Regions from separate parts of the Mus musculus genome. Here region 1 is linked to region 2. Evidence: chromatin contacts called from public Hi-C data. All regions are on one chromosome and are shown on one strand. The core of a region is the stretch at or near the end of the contact, and the rest is flanking DNA. Distances in the headings are between cores, read along the strand shown. Region 1 overlaps Gm36470 (predicted gene, 36470). Region 2 has its middle 46 kb from the start of Gm36548.

Evidence for each region. Hi-C and Micro-C count contacts between places; a contact is called where the count stands out from the background.
Region 1: a Hi-C map of Th2 cells shows a contact between it and region 2, with 1.7 times the contacts expected there. The contact joins two enhancer-like sites. A contact is called at or near these places in 6 of 484 Hi-C or Micro-C datasets (the C2C12 cell line, the G1E-ER4 cell line, Sertoli cells and 3 more) and 1 of 115 datasets of contacts at active chromatin or transcription factors (CD8 T cells).

Annotation. Positions count from the first base shown.
Region 1 is chr5:3,299,246-3,303,429 of GRCm38.p6, forward strand. The region is part of intron 3 of Gm36470 (predicted gene, 36470); the gene reads right to left. Among named protein-coding and RNA genes, the nearest start is that of Gm36548, 31 kb to the left of the region's middle. Within about 2 kb of position 2,481, at least 154 of the 459 cell types and tissues checked have an H3K27ac peak or open chromatin away from gene starts, as enhancers often do. A contact at or near this core is called in Th2 cells, where this site is marked.
Region 2 is chr5:3,222,365-3,226,648 of GRCm38.p6, forward strand. No RefSeq gene overlaps it. Among named protein-coding and RNA genes, the nearest start is that of Gm36548, 46 kb to the right of the region's middle. Within about 2 kb of position 2,112, at least 4 of the 459 cell types and tissues checked have an H3K27ac peak or open chromatin away from gene starts, as enhancers often do. A contact at or near this core is called in Th2 cells, where this site is marked.

The DNA.
Region 1 (4,184 bases), core at 1,231-3,730, 77 kb after region 2:
AGTCAACTTGAGTGACAAATCAATAAAGCTGCATTCCTGGAGCTTCCACTGCAAAGTGTGTCCTCGGCAAATGTTACTACTTATCCAACCTTGGGAAGGGGTATCAGGAATCCTGTAAACTTCATAAGCATCCTGAGCCTTGTAGGTTTCACTTATGTCCTGAGTCTTAGGAGCCTCTTCCTTCCCTCAAGAAGGAAATATTTCAGTTAGCTATCAATATTATTTTGGAAATATTTTTGCTTGATCTGTGTTTAAACAATTCAACCCATTTGTGCAAATCAAACAGGAATGCAGAAGTATGTACACAACAGTTAAGAGAATATTCTTAGAATATTTTAAAAATCCATAAAGTAGAAACAATGCAAAGTTCATCAGCAAAGGATGGCGTATGGAATACATGTGAAATGGAGCACCATACAGCAAAACAGTAATGATTTCTGTGTGTAACAAGATGGTTTTCTTGCACTTAGCAAGAAAAACACCATCTCCTTTCATTTATATGAAATTCACAAAGAGGCCATGCTGATTTATGGCAAGAGAAAGAAACCAGGCATTGGGTTGTTTTATATCTGAGGAAGGCTAAGTTTACTGTTACCAGGAGGCTAGCAATCAGCAAGAGGGCCCAGAGTGGCCACCCACCACTAGCTTGTACATCATCTAGCTAATAGGTGACAGGAATAACTCCATAAAGTGACAGTCTTACAGGCTTACAGAATCTGAAACCCACCCCTGGTGACTAAGTCATCATGACAGGATGCATGCCATCCACCCTTCAGCTTCAGAAAGAATACCCATGGGTCTGGGCACACCCATGACCAGAGACAAGCCCCGCAAGGACACAGAACCCTCTCTCTTTGTGCAGTTTGTCTCCTTGTCCCAGCACACTGTATCTCAAAGTGACTTAATGTGAACTGAAAAGTCAACTTTCCAGTGACAAAGTCTATGGAGTGGTCGCCTTCAGAGGAAGTAACAACACTGTCAGAAGCATGAGCTTGGACTCTGTGATGCCAGCCATGTTCAACAACTCCCTTTGGGTAACTAGCAGTAAACCTACGATTTAATCTTTTCCAATACATATGTTAAACTCAAATGAAGTAAAACAAAACATTCAGAGCTGCTTGAAGCAAACAAGCATAAATTACGCAAAAGAGCCATAAAAAAATTCTATGTCACCTTTGATTGCTTCATTGCACTAAAACATATTGAGGCTAAGATACGATGATCTCTTCTTTCCAGGAGGCCCAAACTACTGCTCCTAATCCAAGGACAAATAGAGAAGACCTCCTGATATCAAGATTTACTTTCCTGGCCTGGCAGTGGTGGCGCACACCTTTAATCCCAGCACTTGGGAGGCAGAGGCAGGTGGACTTCTGAGTTCAAGGCCAGCCTGGTCTACAAAGTGAGTTCCAGGACAGCCAGGGCTACACAGAGAAACCCTGTCTCAAAAAAAAAAAAAAAAAAAAAAAGAAAAAGAAAAAATTTACTTTTCTAGGTTCAAACATGGGCAAGGTGGGGGATGGGGAAATGATGGGTTGGGGGAAGCGTAACCAAAATGAAGGCTATACGAAAAAAGCCATCTTACAGCCCTGCTGTGACTTCTGCAGTGAGCAACAGCAGCACAGTGCTGTTCAGTTCTCACTGTACAAACTATGTCATGGGCACATGATTCATGCTCTGAGCCAGAAAGTGACAGTACATATGCACTTACAAAATCACAAGTCTGAGGTGACAAGAAGAGATCGGAGCCTCGTCGCCTTAGTTGCAACACTTAGACGATCAAGAACTACAGCAGGCTGCGTCCAAGCTCACAGAGGCCACTTACGTTACGGATCCAATGAGCCCAACCGCAAACACACTCAACAATACTTCAGGCTACATGTCACTTGTCGTATTGCTTGAAGGGGGAGTATATTGATCTAGAGGAGAGTCATGTGGCAGACTGGGATTCTAAAACTCACTGAGTGCTTTAATGAAGTCAAGCAGGCAAGACTTGCTGGGACAGCTCATCCCAGAACCGTAACTGTGCCATGTGGGGCCATGTAGCAGGCTGCATGCTGACTCAGATGAGCAAGGAAGGGGCACTTGTGAATCATCGTGACCACATCCTGCCCCTCCCTCAGCTGTTCCCTAGAAACTGTCTGTCAATCTTCTGGGTGAGTTCTCCATCTGAAGACCAGGTATGCTCAGTGCAACAAATGCCTGTCAACCTAGGTCCATCCTGCAGGAACATTATGGCTCTGATTCTTTCCATGCACTGGATGTGTGACACTCACTGTAAGTGTGAAACTCATGTCTGTGCATGCAGACGTGGGGCTGGATTTGGGAGTGTTTTTCACATTGTGTTTTGATGGGTACAAAACCAGTATCTATCTCTTCTTATATAGACCCCTAAAAGATGCCTTTAACCAATTTAAGTCAGTCAGAAAGAATTGCTGAAGTGTACTAGCCAGAAAACTTGGGAGGGATGATGGAGACTAAGTGACTCAGCAGGGAAGAGTGTGTGGTAGGCAAGCAAAATCCTCCCAGACACCTTCAGACGCAGAACAAGAGGAAAGGCGAGACGTTTTTCTTGGGAAAGGGAATCTCATAAACTTAGTACTTACTGAGTGTCCTGGGATTAGGATTTGAAATATTGAATACTTAGTACAGTATCCGGGAGAATTTGAAATTCAGACAAGCCTGAACATTGTTTCAAAAGCAAGAAATAATTTTTAAAGGTTTTTTGACTTAATAAAATACTTGCAACTTTTAAAAGGGGCGGACTTATACACGGTGTGATAATGTTGACAGAAAATCCTAAATACTCCAGTATAGACTAAAATTACTTTGGCTGCTCCATGCATTTTATGGGTCCTTTCAAGTGTTTGTTTATTTATTAGTTTTTGTTTCATTTTGTTTTCTGTTTTGTGGAAAACATTTTGCTATTTTGACAGGGACTGCCTTCTCTCGGGCTTTTTTCAGCAATGTGGGCATCTGAACAGCACGAAATCTAATGCAGGTTATCTTCCAATCCATTAACACGAATGTGTTCCCATCTAATTGTATTTTCCTAGGTGCTATATACTTTTCAGTTTATACCCTTCGCCTAAATGGTATGATGCAAGGGGGGAACCGGGAAAGGGGATAACATTTAAAATGTAAATAAAGAAAATATCCAATAAAAAAGGGAAAAAAAGGTATTATGCACCCAATTTCTCTTTTTGGATGGCTCACTGATAACATAGATCAACACTAGTGATTTTTTTCTTTTTTTTTAATTAGATATTTTCTTCATTTACATTTCAAATGCTATCCCCAAAGCCCCCTATACCCTCCTCCGGCCCTGATCCCAAACCTATCCACTCACACTTCCTGGACCTGGCGTCCCCCTGTACTGGGGCATATGATCTTTGCAAGACCAAGAGCCTCTCCTCCCATTGATGGCTGACTGGGCCATCCTCTGCTACATATGCAACTAGAGACACAGCTCTGGGGGGAGGGGGTACTGGTTAGTTCATATTTTTGTTCCTCCTATAGGGTTGCAGACCCCTTAAGCTCCTTGAGTACTTTCTCTAGCTCCTTCATTAGGGGCCCTGTGTTCCATCCAATGGATGACTGTGAGCATCCACTTCTATATTTGTCAGGCACTGGCAGAGTCTCACAAGAGATAATGCTAGTGATTTTTACATATTGATTTTTCTGGCCTACAACTTTCTAACAGTACCTTGGCGTAGTCTTTTTGGTAATTATAATTTTGTTGTCAGTAGAAACAATTTCCCTTTTCCCTCTTCTGCTAGGATGCTTTTGATTTCTTTCTCTTATTGCACCGGCAAACTTCTACTATGAAAATAAACAATGAGAGGAGAAAGCGTGTCTCCTCTCTGTCCTCAGAGGAGTTTCACTCTCAGCCCTGCGCACGCATGCAGACTCTGTCCTAGGTTGAGGTTCAGTCCTTCTGGACCTCACTTGCTCAGTGTTAATCAAAAGGACTTTAAATTTTGTCGCTTTTCCTGCATCTAGTGGATATGTTCATAAAATGTTACGGTTTGAATCTGAAGTGTCCCTCATGAGCTTTTGAAGGCTTGGTCCCCAGGTGATGGCATTATTTGAAGATGCTGTGCTAAGTCTAGAAGGTAAAGACCTAACTGGAGGAAGCCGGTCAGCATAGGGAGATCCTTGGGGACACAGGACCTCTGTCACTTCTG
Region 2 (4,284 bases), core at 862-3,361:
AGCCTCTAAAGCAGTGATTGTTAACATGGGGGTCGTGATCCCTTAGGGCCGCAGATCAGATATTTACCATCCATCACAGTAGCATCATCACAGTTATCAGAATGATTGTATGACTGGGGGCCGCCACGGCATGAGGAGCTGTGTTACAGGGTCTCCGTATTAGGAAGGTTGAGAACCACTGTTCCCAATGCTTTAATTATTAATGTTCAAATGCGCTTCCATCTGCTTGCCAAAATAGCTATGCATGAGGACAGCTAACCCCAAAGCAACGAATCTTATAACTCACACTGAAACTCAAGTCCCGTGGTCCATTTCATTTCAAATTCAGTGTAGAAAATGATGCTTTGATTACATAATGAAAACTGCAATAGTGCAGGCAGATAGTGAATGAGTATCCTGTGGTAAGAGAAAAAGAGCTCAGTGTATGGCTTCAGCTCAGTTTTCACAAGTAACTAAGTGACTTGGAGAAAATGGTTGTCCCTTTCAGGACCTCATTGTCCTCAACTGCAAAATCAAGGTAACGATTTTGAGGTTACAGGAACAATGTATCCTTTGAGGAGTTAAGGAGCAGTGTGTAAGAACTGCCCCGCACATAGTAGGTGCTCAATAAATCCTGTGAGGAAAACTAGCCCAGTACCTGGGTGAAGGAGGCAACAACATAAAACCAGTCATCTCTTAAGTACCTTTATCTGTAATAGTTTCTCACATTATCATCCAGTTCTAATCTAAGCCTATAATGAGCTCTAAGAGGGTAAACCAGATTAAACGAAATAGAAAATCAAATGAATATACAAAATTATATACAAGAAGAAATTCTTAAGACTACGTGAGTTTTGGCAAAATTGAATTTATCTAGCAGAGCTCAAAACCCAGCCAACAGAAGCAGCACTGACAACTCCCCTTTCTCTTCCTGGCTGGGCCCTTTGGCACTCCTGTCTACTGGCACCTGGATCCAAGGATTTATCAATCTCTGATTCCACACCTCTGGCGTCTGCACAGGTGGCGGTCTGTTCTCTCACCAGGAAGCACATGGAGAGCTGGCTGGCTGGTGGGCTTTGATGCCCACACTGAGAACTATTAGTCAATTAGCAACTGCAAACAATGCTAGAACTCCCATTCTCTCATTTTATATTCATTGGCTAGAACTCTCTTCAAGATAGCATTTCTTCTGTCTGTTATATCGCCTAACATTATAGCATACCCAGTGAAGAACACAAGCAGAATGTAGAGCTTGAGTCTCTCGGCATGATAGCTCCATGATATTACTACGAATTGACAAATTCGAGCAAATCTTTGATGATTCAGGCTGCCATTAAAATCAGATTCTTCTCGTGTTCCTAGAGCAGCCTCTCAGTGTTTTATGGCAGCGGCTAATACTTCATGGTCCTTTCATTCCTATCTCACGTCACTAATTGGAGTTGGCTAGCAATGCTAAACCTTACTAACAGTACCTTGATAAAACATTTTCGGACCGGGACTATATTGTTTTCGCTAAAGAAAATGGTAAGTCTTACAGACACAGAAAACACAGTATCAAAAGCTTTGTCTAAGTTGTACTCACAAAAAACTAAAAACACCCGTAATAAATTTCCTTTACTGAAAGTAAACAACCTTTAAGGAGTAGAAATACAAGCCAGCCAGCAGAGGGAGTACAAGCTACCTTATGAACACAACCTCCCAAGGTCTGTTTGGCTATTGGGAAAGTTCCTGATAATATTTGGGGAAGGAAGATACCTAGAACAAGACAGGACAGATCTGTACTACACTGTTGTCTGTTGGATGCAAAGAGCTACCCAATTCTTAAGGAAGGATGAGCCCAGCATGGGAAGAAGTGAGTGCCTGCTTTCCTCAGCATCTCACCTCAGCCCTAAACCCATGGATGGATGTCCATATCACAGTCCAGAGCTGTCTTGGATGATTTAGAAAGTGAGCAATAGAACTGCTCATTTCTCACAAACTAATTAAATGGAGACACCCAGAAGTTACAAGGCTTCCCAAAAGTCATATGAATTGGAGGGTAGAGATGAAACATTCATCGTCTCATGGCACCTTAGTCAATGCCAAACTTCACTAAGGAAAGAGGACAAAAAGCATTTGGTAGGCTGTCTGCTTCTCTTCAGAGAATAATGACTCAGTGAGATCGTCAGCACAGAGCATCCGAGCACACCCCGAGCTCTGTACAGGATTTCCTCCTGGGTTGGTGCTTTAATTTCCAATCAGTCTGAGTCAATAACGTATGGTTGTCAGGGCCATTGTTGGCTCTAGCAGTTTCTTGTCTCAACCCCACAGCTCATAGAACATGGGGCTCGGGGTCAGAGGCAAGGGTTTGGGGTTGGGCCTTTCTGTGTTTGTACAATGGGACAAGTCAATATCTCTTCCGTATCAGTGAGCTCTGGACTAAACTGATCTATCAAGTGTTGAGGACAAATGACAATGGACAATATTTGTAAGCTGCAGTGTATACTGAATTCCATTCACACAGTCCTGCGGGAGGCTGGACCCATCCTCAGCGAGCATGCCACAGCTCCCGCTGTTTGCAACACATACGTGCATTTCTCGGGGATGACAACAACTACAGAGAAAGCCAGCTGGGGGGGGGCTCATTCCGGGGGCCTTTGAGGCAGATTCTTTCTTTTCCTTTTGTCTGTATCTCTTAGAAAAAGTAAGATGAGGCAGCGCTGGAAAAAAGTTCAAATTGATCCACAGTCAATGGACTCAGGGTTGCGCATCAAATTCAAAACACACTTTGGAATTGCAGGACAAGATCCAGCTTTCCCAAAGGCTGATGACAATGGAGGAAAGGGTCTGTGAAGACTCGTCATCATTTCGACAAGATTTAAATTGATGTGGAGACAAACTGCTTTTTGTTTTAAATGGTGAAAACATTTTCCCTGGAGACACAGGTTGAATAATAAGGGCTTCTCAATGGTGCCCGTAAATGAACAAGTTCTGCTCTGGCTGTCAGTGAGCTTAACGGGCACAGGTTGTCACTCGAATGTTCTTGGCCTTTATTCTGTGAATCTGCTCCATCCCACAACCAACAGAAGAGCCTCCTAATGCCTCTTCTTTCCCAGACCAACAGCCTTTAACTCGGGGGCAAGGCTTTCATCATTCCTGAGTGCGCTGAGACACCGAGTCGGCTGAGCTCATTTAGCCCAGTCGAGTAAGAGTCAATGAAGTCAAAGCCATTGACTCAGCCTTTATTCAATCTCGCTACCCCCATCCTCCTATGTGTTAACTAAATGCATCCCCATTGAACATATCCCGACTGGCACTGTAAATCCATTAGTCACTAGAACAAAAGGGTAGGTTGGATACGGTTGGAGACAGACTGACTGTCCTGAAATCCTATCTCTGGCATTCTATAGCTCTGTGAACTTGGGGAGATTACTTAATTTCCTCACCATAAAATAAGACTTAATATAGCCACTACTTCTGGGATTTTATATGATTTAATAAAACTATCCATATAAAGTGTTTCCCATGGTACCCACATACAAAAAAAACAAAAAAAAAACTTAATAGATGTTAATTTTATTACAAGTTATTGCTATAGATATTGTTGCCTTTATTACTATTGCAGGAAGTTCAATTTGAAGCCACATGAAAACCATACTGAGAACCACACATAACTGGGTATTTGTTGTGTGTTGGATTCCTTCAGGGTTAGTACGTGCTGGCTCTGAAACTCAGATCTCTAAGAGCATTGGCACATGTGAAATTAGCTTACCCTCCCAAAAACACCAGGAAGAAAGTGAAGCGTTTTGCTTTTCTCAAAGTCAATTCATGTACCACACAGTTAAATAGTCAACACAACTGGGTTTGCAGTAAGCAGGGACCCCTGAGTGCCCACTGTGCCCTTTATCTGCTGAAGACGTCTACTTGCAAAGCTAAAACAGATGTTTAAGTGTTCTTTGTAGAGTCAGTTGTGTTAGATGATGTTTGACTGGGGCGCACATGTGAAGGAGTGTTTTCCTGAAGTGAACACTGGTGAAAGACTAAGGCAGACTTGTAAAGGAACGTTTCACTGAAGCAGACACAGGAGAGAGATGTTCTGCTAAGGCAAGCACGTGAAAGGACACGTGATGAAGAATTCTTTGCTAACCACATGTATTGGTCCGCCTTACATTGTGTAGTTTGTTGGGACTCTGCAAACTCAGGCTGATTGGATGCATGTGCTGATGCAAGGCACATGGAGGACACGTGATATTTGGAGGGTATAAATAGAACTCCACAGAGTGATGGAGACAGAGCTTGGCTTGCTGGTATAGCTAGCTGTGCAAC